3 separate regions of the Mus musculus genome follow, and all the other regions are linked to region 1. Evidence: chromatin contacts called from public HiChIP or PLAC-seq data. All regions are on one chromosome and are shown on one strand. Each heading gives the region's core, a stretch centred on a gene start, on an enhancer-like site or on the middle of the called end of the contact. The rest is flanking DNA. Distances are from core to core; before and after follow the strand shown. Region 1 overlaps Itgb5 (integrin beta 5). Region 2 overlaps Kalrn (kalirin, RhoGEF kinase). Region 3 overlaps Kalrn (kalirin, RhoGEF kinase).

The links. HiChIP or PLAC-seq counts read pairs in DNA pulled down with a chosen protein or histone mark.
Region 2: a contact with region 1 is called in an H3K27ac HiChIP or PLAC-seq map of trophoblast stem cells, with 4 times the contacts expected there. The contact joins two enhancer-like sites. A contact is called at or near these places in 2 of 484 Hi-C or Micro-C datasets (the HL-1 cell line and embryonic fibroblasts), 3 of 115 datasets of contacts at active chromatin or transcription factors (extraembryonic endoderm stem cells, pancreatic cancer cells and trophoblast stem cells) and 2 of 9 other capture datasets (adipose tissue and pancreatic islet).
Region 3: a contact with region 1 is called in an H3K27ac HiChIP or PLAC-seq map of extraembryonic endoderm stem cells. The contact joins two enhancer-like sites. A contact is called at or near these places in 1 of 484 Hi-C or Micro-C datasets (embryonic fibroblasts), 1 of 115 datasets of contacts at active chromatin or transcription factors (extraembryonic endoderm stem cells) and 2 of 9 other capture datasets (adipose tissue and pancreatic islet).

Annotation. Positions count from the first base shown.
Region 1 is chr16:33,877,193-33,880,322 of GRCm38.p6, forward strand. The region is part of intron 4 of Itgb5 (integrin beta 5); the gene reads left to right. Among named protein-coding and RNA genes, the nearest start is that of Itgb5, 49 kb to the left of the region's middle. Within about 2 kb of position 1,434, at least 121 of the 459 cell types and tissues checked have an H3K27ac peak or open chromatin away from gene starts, as enhancers often do. A contact at or near this core is called in extraembryonic endoderm stem cells and trophoblast stem cells, where this site is marked.
Region 2 is chr16:34,106,672-34,109,801 of GRCm38.p6, forward strand. The region is part of intron 34 of Kalrn (kalirin, RhoGEF kinase); the gene reads right to left. Among named protein-coding and RNA genes, the nearest start is that of Gm41448, 12 kb to the right of the region's middle. Within about 2 kb of position 1,455, at least 12 of the 459 cell types and tissues checked have an H3K27ac peak or open chromatin away from gene starts, as enhancers often do. A contact at or near this core is called in trophoblast stem cells, where this site is marked.
Region 3 is chr16:34,080,716-34,083,845 of GRCm38.p6, forward strand. The region is part of intron 34 of Kalrn (kalirin, RhoGEF kinase); the gene reads right to left. Among named protein-coding and RNA genes, the nearest start is that of Gm41448, 38 kb to the right of the region's middle. Within about 2 kb of position 1,601, at least 69 of the 459 cell types and tissues checked have an H3K27ac peak or open chromatin away from gene starts, as enhancers often do. A contact at or near this core is called in extraembryonic endoderm stem cells, where this site is marked.

The sequences.
Region 1 (3,130 bases), core at 184-2,683:
CATTTCCCCCCCATCCAAGATACTTTATCTGAGGTTAAATGACTGGGCACTCCCAAGCTCCCGCAAGCCCAGCAAGTCAGAGTTTATAGTAAGAAGAGTCTGCAGTAAGAAGTCCCCAAATATCTACAGCTAAATATCTACAAAGCTGCCTCATTTGTACAAAATCTGAGGAGGGCAGAATTGTGTCTACTCTTGGCACCTCTCCTCAGGGATCCAGGCTTCTTCGGTGTTTGGATATCAGTTTTGATTCTTAGTCTCCTGCTGCCACGGAGGTGGGTGGGTGTTCTTTTTAAAGACCCCAGGCCTATTTCTCTCCATACTTTGGGGCCCAAACATCTCCCAGCTCCAGGCTAGGCTTGTTGTTGGGAGAGGTGGTGATATCCAGGCAGCCTGTGTTCTGAGTTTACCCGGTCTTGTTAGTTTCATTCTTCCATGTTGACCTAGATCCTCCTCGGGGGTCAGAAACCAACATAAAGATTGAAGAAAAAAAACAAAACAAAACAGTAAGATAAGCCAGGCAATGGTTGCACATATCATACGCCTTTAATCCTGGCAGAGGCAGGCAGATTTTGAAGCCAGCCTAGTCAATAAAGTGTTGCAGGATTTTGAGGCCAGCCTGGTCTATAAAGGGAGCTGCTTGCAGGACAGCCAGAGCTACCAGAGAAACCCTATCTCAAACAAACAAACAAACAAACAAACAAGCAAACAAACCAAAGAAGAAGAAGAAAACCCAATAAGGTAAACAGTTTTAAATACAGATGTATTCAAAGTTCCTTAAGCATAAAGAGCCACATTTTGTCATTTGCTGCGTGTAGCTTCTAGCCACAGGTAGGGCTAGCTAAATAAACTAGGTTGTGACCAGTAGTTCTCCCTCTCCAAGGCCACTTTCCGCTGGCCTCAGGCCAAGTGTTTTATTGTTGGTGCTTTGCTACTTACTGGGCGCAACAGCATCTTAATCAAAACAGATTTTGGATTTATCTGAACAGTAATCCCATCTGTTTCTTTCTGTCCCTGCCCTGATTGGGCTCCGACTCTAGTCAGACAGGGTGTGTCTGCACTCACCCAGATGCTGGGCTGGGGGCTGGCAGAGGATCAAGGCCCAGTTTGGGTGTTTAGCATCCAAATAGTCAAGGGTATTGCTCATAGCTATTCAGACTTCCTACTTGAAGCCCTCAGGCAGAAACAGTGGCAGACAGTGCTGTTCTTGACAGAGAGCACAGAGCTCTCTGAAAAGCTGTTCCTAAGACAGGAAATCAGCGAAGAAAGAGTGTGAGGAAGGAAACTTCAAATCTAAGCCATGGAAATCTCTCTTTTGTAATCCAGGAAGTACAGGATGGACACTTCAGCTTTGGGGAGCAGGCTTCCCATCCTGGGGTCCCAAGTCTCCCTAGAGAGTCCCCTTTGCAAGTTGGGAGGGACAGCACAAGCCAGGGCATGTAATCTAGCTGTCCCGCCTGGGACAACACACACAGTGTTTGCTTTCCTGTTTTAAAAGACCCATGAGTTAGTTACTGACATCTTAAAAAAGAAATCAAAACAAAACAAAACAAAAAAACCCCGATTACCCACAAATAGCCAGAATTTCTAGGCTTTTCTCCACTCAGGATAGAATACACCAGAAACATTAAGTCTGAAGAAGTACCAGGCTTGCTCTGGGGAAAAAAAGTAATGTAAGCATCAGATTGAAGACAGATCAGATTGATCACAGAGCATCTCTAGGAAGCCCCAGTACTCACTGACATATTTTCTATTGCCCGTTGTGGGACTTTTTCTTTGATTGAGCTGTCATGGAGATAATTCATGTAAAATCATCTCCATTGCTATTTATACATTTTTACCCTTTGAGTATGTTTTCCCAGGAAGCCACAGTGTTCCTTTGCCCCCTCGAAGGTGTCATTTCTACTGCCTATGACACCTCTGCGGCTGAAGTGACATGCTCTGTTTATCTAATTCTCCTCTCCTCTGAGTGCTCTGTCTCATGCTATTGACTGCGTCTGGGCGGGTACCCTGGTTCACATTGCTTAGGGCTTGATTGGCTGCGGCATCTGAGTCTGGGAGGTTCTAGCAATATCTGTGTGATTGTTTAATCTCTCCTGCTGTCTCCCTGTTCATCCACTAGTGGGTGGCAATTGGAGATTCTCATATCTAAATTTCATGTTTCTTATTTTCCCTCATGCAGCCCCCCACCCTCTGCCCCAGCTACACTGCTTCCAGGTTACAATTTTGTTCTTTCGTTTAATCTGTATACTGAAACAGTTTGGACCTCTGTGACTTTCCTATCTACAATTGTTACTTGGTTCTTTTCTCAAACCCTTGTGTTTTAGATACTATTTTTGTTGTTGTTGTTGTTGAAAACTTTTAGTTTTTGTTTTTTTGTTTTTAATTTTCTAGTAATTTCCCTTCTGGCTTTTGGCTGTCGTTCCTTCCTCTTTTTGACTGTTTCCAAAATCCTCGTCTTAGGGAGTCTCAGAGCATTCTGTTCTTGAGTGTGAGGTTTGCTGACATTCCTCCCGGCTCTCAGCCTCTCACGTGGTGTGAAATGTTTTCATTAGCTCATCTTCATTGGAGGCTGGTTTCCATCAAGGACCATATGGCCCTGGTGTCCTGGCTTCCCACAGAGCAGTTTTAATCTTTGCTGTTGTCAGGAACCTTCCATGTTTTCCTGTTCATTTCTCAGCTGAGGATTCTTTCACCATAAATGTTGTGAGTTCTCACCACCAAGGTCTAGAGTGACTTTTTAAAAGATTTATTTATTTACAATGTAGTAGTGTTCTGTCAACATGCATGCCTACACACCAGAACAGGGCACCAGATCCCATTACAGATGGTTGTGAGCCACCATGTGGTTGCTTGGAATTGAACTCAGGTCTTCCGGAAGAGCAGCCAGTGCTCTTAACCTCTGAGCCTGATTCCCAGCACCCACACTGGGCAGTTCACAACTGCCTGCAACTCTAGTTCCATGGGGTCTGATGCCCTGTTCTGCATCTACAGGGTAATATGTATGTATGTATGTATGTATGTATGTATGTGTATATATATGTGTGTGTATACATACACATATACATACATACATATATACACACATACATATATACATATATATATGCTCGTGTGTGTGTGTGTGTGTGTG
Region 2 (3,130 bases), core at 205-2,704, 230 kb after region 1:
AGGATGAGGGAAGCCTCTTGATCTCCATGGGGGTTGCCAAGGAAGCACAGCTCTGTGCCTCCTGATGTGGGCACAACATGCTGGAGCTCATGAAGCTAGGGTAGTTGGGAAATCCTTAGTTAGGACACCTAGGCCTACTTAGCTGTGTGCTCTGGCTCATACATCCCATGTGTAGCTACCACCCCTGTGATCTTATATAGAACACAAGGGCTTGGACTCCAGGCCTTGGAGAAACTGTATTAGGTCAAAGCCCTTTCTTCATCTTGTAGACAAAGGGAAGGACTTCTCAGAGACCAGAAACAGAGGCAGGGAAGAGTGTCCTGAATGGCATAATACTGAAAATCTTTAGGGTAAAACCAGAAACAGTACCCTGGCTCCTCAGACAGCCCCAATGGGGGCTCATGCTGAAACCTGGCTTGGCCTAACAGAGGTCAGAAAAGGCACCAAGGCAGGAGGATAATCAGTTTTAAGAGTCTGCTTCTAGCGTGGCGTGCACAATGACAACTCTACTGTAAGAGACATGAACGCTGATAATCCTCCAATATACTTAAATATAGGTCAAGGTCGGCAGCCAGTCAGTGTGGATGGCAGGACCCAGACTGTCATTGTTTACAAAGAGTCTCAGCTACCCGTCACATCTCACCATCTCTTCTTACTACTCTTTATGCCTCAGGTCACTTCATTCTAAAGAGAGAGCCTGTGCACACACTAGAAAGACCAGGCTCAAAGCTGAAGAGGAACTGCTATTCCACACTGCCTCTCCAACTCATCCAGGAATCTGGGAGCCATTTTTCACCAGCTTCACGGCCATTACACAGCCCAAAAAGACACTCAACTTTCCACTCAAAACAAAGGTCTTCTCGGTGTATATCCTGTCCTTTTGGAGTCCCCTGAGGGTTCTGAGTGCCCTTTTAAGGACAAGACAGGTGGATTATAACAGGTTAGCATGAATTATAAATGGTGGCATGTGCCTGTAATCCCAGGACATGGGAGGTAGAGACAGGAGGATAAGGAGTTCAAGACCAGCCTCTACAACAGGGTAACTGAGACTAGCCTAAGCTAGTAAGGTCTTGTCTCAAAAGACAAAAACAAAACCAGAAACATACAAAGTATGCTGATTGTCAGTCATTTTTGACTATAAAAGTGTAAAGTTTATGTGGTCCGGTCTGATAAATTGTACCTCAAAGTGAAGATATTTGTTCTGTGTTTGGCACAGTTAACGTTAAGTAATTTAGGCTAACTACTTCAGATCACCGCAGGCGCTTATCTAGTTTGGAGACAGAAAACAGACATTCTTTTTAGAATTCCTAGAGGCAATTCAGGAAGGCTGGGGGAGGTAATAAAAATGACCATTTCAGCCCAAACAGCAGAATGAAGGGCTGACTGTTGGAGTAAGAACTCAGATCTGAGCAGCCTGCAGACATCCAGAGTAGAAGGCCGTGAAGTCCTTTGTCAGAGAACACCAGGTCAGAGTCTGTAAACAAGAGTCCAGGCCACATGCAGATTAAGGCTGGGCTACAGAGTTCCCATCCCAAGGATATCAAACAGGACCATCAACCCACGGACACAAATAATCACTTTAAAGAACTCAGGAGTCCTGGGTCTGACGAGCTTTATTTGAAGCATTTAATAGAAGATTTGGGGAGAGACTGCTAGGTTCTTACGCCTTATGAGAGGAGAATTGGGCAATTTGGAGATATTTATTTTATGTATATGGGTGTTTTGCCTGCATGTAAGCACATGTACCGTGTGTGTGCCTGTGGAGTTCAGAAGAGGGTGTCAGATCCTCTGTGAGTGAAGTTCCAGGTGGTTGTGAGCTACCGTGTGTGTGTGTGTGTGTGTGTGTGTGTGTGTGTGTGTGTGTGTGCGCGCGTGTGCGTGCTCGTGCTGGGAACCAGATTTGGGTCCTCTGGAAAGAGCAGTCAGCACTCTTAACTGCTGAGTCATCTCTGCAGGCCCCTAACATCTAACATTTTATATATAACGCACAGCACTTCATTCCAGAAAAGGATTGGAAGTAGACAGTGGACAGGGAGTGAGAAGAGTTGGGTGGGGATGGGAAAGGAGAACTTCCTGGCCTGGGCAGGAAGCAAGAATCTAGATTTGAGGACTAAGTGTAAGGAACTTCCTAGTGTTGGGACTACTCAAGTCTGACAGGTTCCTGGGATTATGAACCCCAGTTTCTGAGGCTTTTCCTGTCATGCCTGGCTCACCTCCTGTCGGGGCCTCTGAAGAAGGGGTCACCTATATTAGGAGAGGGGTGAATCCATCATCTTCTGCAATTCTAGGGTTCCAGAAGCCCAAGGAATCCAAATTTCCCAGGTGAAATTAAACATAATCAAGAGCCATTTGCAGCTTTTATTCTATTTTTTTTGTTTTTTTTTTAATTCTATTTTAAAAAGGGGAAGTTTTAATTCTAACTTATTTTTTATTTTTTTTTCCAAGATGGGGTTTCTCTGTGTAGCCCTGGCTGTCTTGGAACTCACTCTGTTGACCAGGCTGGTCTTGAAATCACAGAGATCTCTCTGCCTCTGCCTCCTGAGTGCTAGGATTAAAGGCGTGCGCCACCACACCCGGATCAATTACAATACTTCTGATTCAATGATTTGTTTCAGGTGCCAATAGCATTGTGGTTTGGGAAAGAATCCCATCCAGTCCTGATGAGCTTGAACTTGCTGTGTAGCCAGGATTGCCCAGGACTTCCGATCTTCCTGCTTCCACCTCCCAAGAGCTTCTGTCACAGTTCGAGCCGCTTCCCCAACAGACTGGGACCAAACCACCTGACTGTTTTTTTACTGCAGGTGTAGTATAAAGGCAGTGTTATCGTGGGGTGAGATCGTATGGGTAGTGCAGGAACCCACTGTCCACTCATGCATCACGCTCCCAAGATTCCATGAGGCAGCGGACTCTAAATTCACATATAACTTGTACAAATAAAGAGGGACTGGAGGACAGCTAGCTGCAGTTTGTAACCAGTTGCTTCATGTCCCAAAGGAATTGTTTTTAGACTATCCTTTATGCCTTTTTAGTTTCTTATGGTTTTAGGTATGGCAGAGTAATATGAAACCCAAGGTTATTATACCAAAAAGTGTGTGTGTGTGTGTGTGTGTGTGTGTGTGAGATCAGGCCT
Region 3 (3,130 bases), core at 351-2,850, 200 kb after region 1:
ACACGCACACATAGACAACACATACAAACATATGAAAAGAAAAAAGAAGGAAAGTTAAAAAAAAAAAAAAAGAATCCACCACATTGGCCTCCAGGGTTTGAGAGGAGACCACTCTTAGGAGAACCAGCACCTAAACTCAGCCCAAGATCTGCAGATCAATAGTGGAGAGGCTCCTACAGCCCAAAGATCAGGCAAAAGGCCCAGACAGGAGGCCCATGTCCCACATCTGTCTCCTTGAAAGCAGTGCTCACTTGTCCACCCCATCCCACTTAGGAGCTCGTTCGGAATGAAGGCCTTGTAAGGACAAAAAACACCTGGCGCTGGGGAGAACGTTACAGCCCTCGAGCTAGAGTCTGCCTGCATCCTCTGAGCTCGGGAGCCAGGAACTCTGTGTTTTCACCTAAATCCTCACAACCACCTATGTTCTCTAGAGCAGACTGTGGAAGGAACTGGCCTATGGAAGTCAGGTTACCAGACAGAGCTGGCACACTTAGGGAGCACTGATGCCAGCGAGAAACTCAGCGCTAAAAGAACTGCTCATGATTAGATCGTTTACTGAGAGCGAGAGAGCGAGGGGGGGAGAGGGAGAGGGAGAGGAAGAGAGAGAGGAAGAGAGAGAGGGAGAGAGGGAGGGAGGGAGGGAGAGAGAGAGGGAGAGAGGGAGGGAGGGAGGGAGAGAGAGAGAGAGAGAGAGAGAGAGAGAGAGAGAGAGAGAGAGAGAAGAGAAGAGACAGCTAAGCCCCAGATAGCTGGCTGGCCTACACTCCCTCCCAGTCAAGTCCACTTGTGATACTAACCAGGCATTTCCCCACAAAAGCTTTGGGCTCTTTTTTGCCTCTTAACTTCCAGTGAAGGCACTTTGTAAAGACACAGGAACTCATAGGACTGCTTGCTAAGCATCTGTCAGAGATCAGATAGAAACACAGAGATGATCCCATTGAATCATAACCTGACCCAAGGCCAGAAGCATCACACAGACGCATTCTACGGCACAGAGTGCTGAATGCGACGGACCGTACTTACACATGGGGCTAAACTGCCTTCAGTGCTCTGCTCCTAGTGCCCGTCTTGACACAGCCATTCTACAACCAGGACTTCAGACACTGGTCCCGCCCCGTCTCTGCCATATGCACCCACGGATACAGAAGAAGATGCCAACCGACTCAAGCCTGGAGCCGGTGGTGGCAAGCTATCAACATAGCACAATGAGCAGGTTGTGTATCTCTCTAACCTGTGACCGGTTGTCTTTGGATTAGGAGACAAAGGTGAACACATAATTGTAGCATAATGTTTGGCAAGTAGCCATGGCAATTACAAGCCACTGAGTTATGTCATGGACATTTTACAATGGGAGGAATCTGGGAGGGCCGGAGAGTGTGAGGGACTTTCTCTGAGCGACTCAGACAAGCTAGGATAAAGGCCAACAGTGATACCTGTGGTCCCGCCCCGCCCCCCACTGCCTCCTCATCTTCTCCCAGGGCAGCTTAGGCTCTTGGAAAGGCCCATCCCCCTCCCTTCCCCCTCCCCTCTCCCACACATACACACTCCCTGGGAACAGCCCAGCTCTGGTTTTGCTCTCAAAGCTCTGGCTTGCCTCGCTGGCAGAAGGGTCAGAGTTAAATTTAGACCTGACCACCTCCCTGGGACTGAGCCGGATCACTAGCTGTGTGAGGAGAGAGGGAGTCAGTGTAGTATGGCTGGCTGCTGACGCTCTCAAATGGAAGCACTATTTGTTAGGCTGAAGGGACAGAATTTCTAAACCAAATCACAAGGAACTGGGAGATTAAAAATTAGAAAGCTTGAAACAAACCTTACAAGGGTTGCTGAGGCTTCTGACTCTGACAGAACACAAATGAACAAGCAGGGTTGTTGCTGGCTTTTCTTTTTTTTAACCTTTGTTGTTACTATTTATGTGTATGGGTGTTTTCACTTGTGTGCATGTCTTTGTACTGCATGCATGCAGTTCCCATGGAGACCAAAAGAGGGAGTCAGATACCCTAGAACTGAAGTTCCCAGACAGTTGTGAGCTGACAAGTGGGTGCTGCACATCAAACCCAAGACTTCTTGGACTTAACTGCTCAGCCATGTCTCTAGGCCTATCCCTGAACTGACTTAGAACAACGGCCCACAATCAGATCTACAATGTATCCAAAGAGGGGTCCCTAGACACACCTGAGATGGGGGCCATAACTGTGGAGGTGGTGGGTCCTGGGAGAGGCAGGAGCTGTGGATGGCGAGACCTCAGGACAGAAGCTGATCCCCGCCTTTGGGTGAGTGGGATGGGTGGGTGCTCAGGATGAGTGGGAATGGCCAAGGGAAGAGGCAGGGAATGGGAGTCTGCTGTTTTTAATTTAGATCCCAGTGGTAAGCTACCTAAGATGAAGCTTCAGGTCACAGGTTGACAGTTCCACAGGGACAGAGGTCATAAAGTAAAGGTGCCACCATGGCCCTTTGTGGCCAGAGAGCACAGATGCTCAGGGTCTGCAGAGTAAAGGCTTCCATGTGAGTACCTTGTCCCCTTCCCTCCCTGTGCTGCCCAGGCTGGCCTTGACCTCCTGGCTTCAGTCCCAGCGTTAGGACTGTGGTGTGACACTGTGCCCAGTCTATCCGAGCTACTGAAATAAAGCAGCTTCAAGCAAGGTACCCAAACTGGAACTCCACACAGCCATATCTGGCCCTGTGCACTTTGGCTGTATTCTCTTTGTGGTTTCCCATAATACTTAGCAAGGCCTTTTGGAAAGACTCCTTTAATAGGACCCAGAGTTCACACAGTGTGTTAGGGGCCCAATGAAAGGGAGCAACAAAACTTTTGATATTTATGTTACTCTTTCAGACAGGGCCCCAGTTGCCCAAATAAAATCCATCTCCACACCCTGCCAAGGGACAGTCTCAGTGTCCCATTGATTTTTATTTTGACTTGAGAGCACTTCAGAAGATGTGTATAAAAGACAACACACACACACACACACACACACACACACACACACACACACACACACACAGGAACCTAATCCATGGCTCCATCTACATTTTAAACGGAGAAGGGGTCTTTGGAGGAATTACCCATGACTAGGAGTCAGACACAGTCTGGGAGCCCAGGCCTTGCTAAGCCCGTGTGGAATTCATAGTT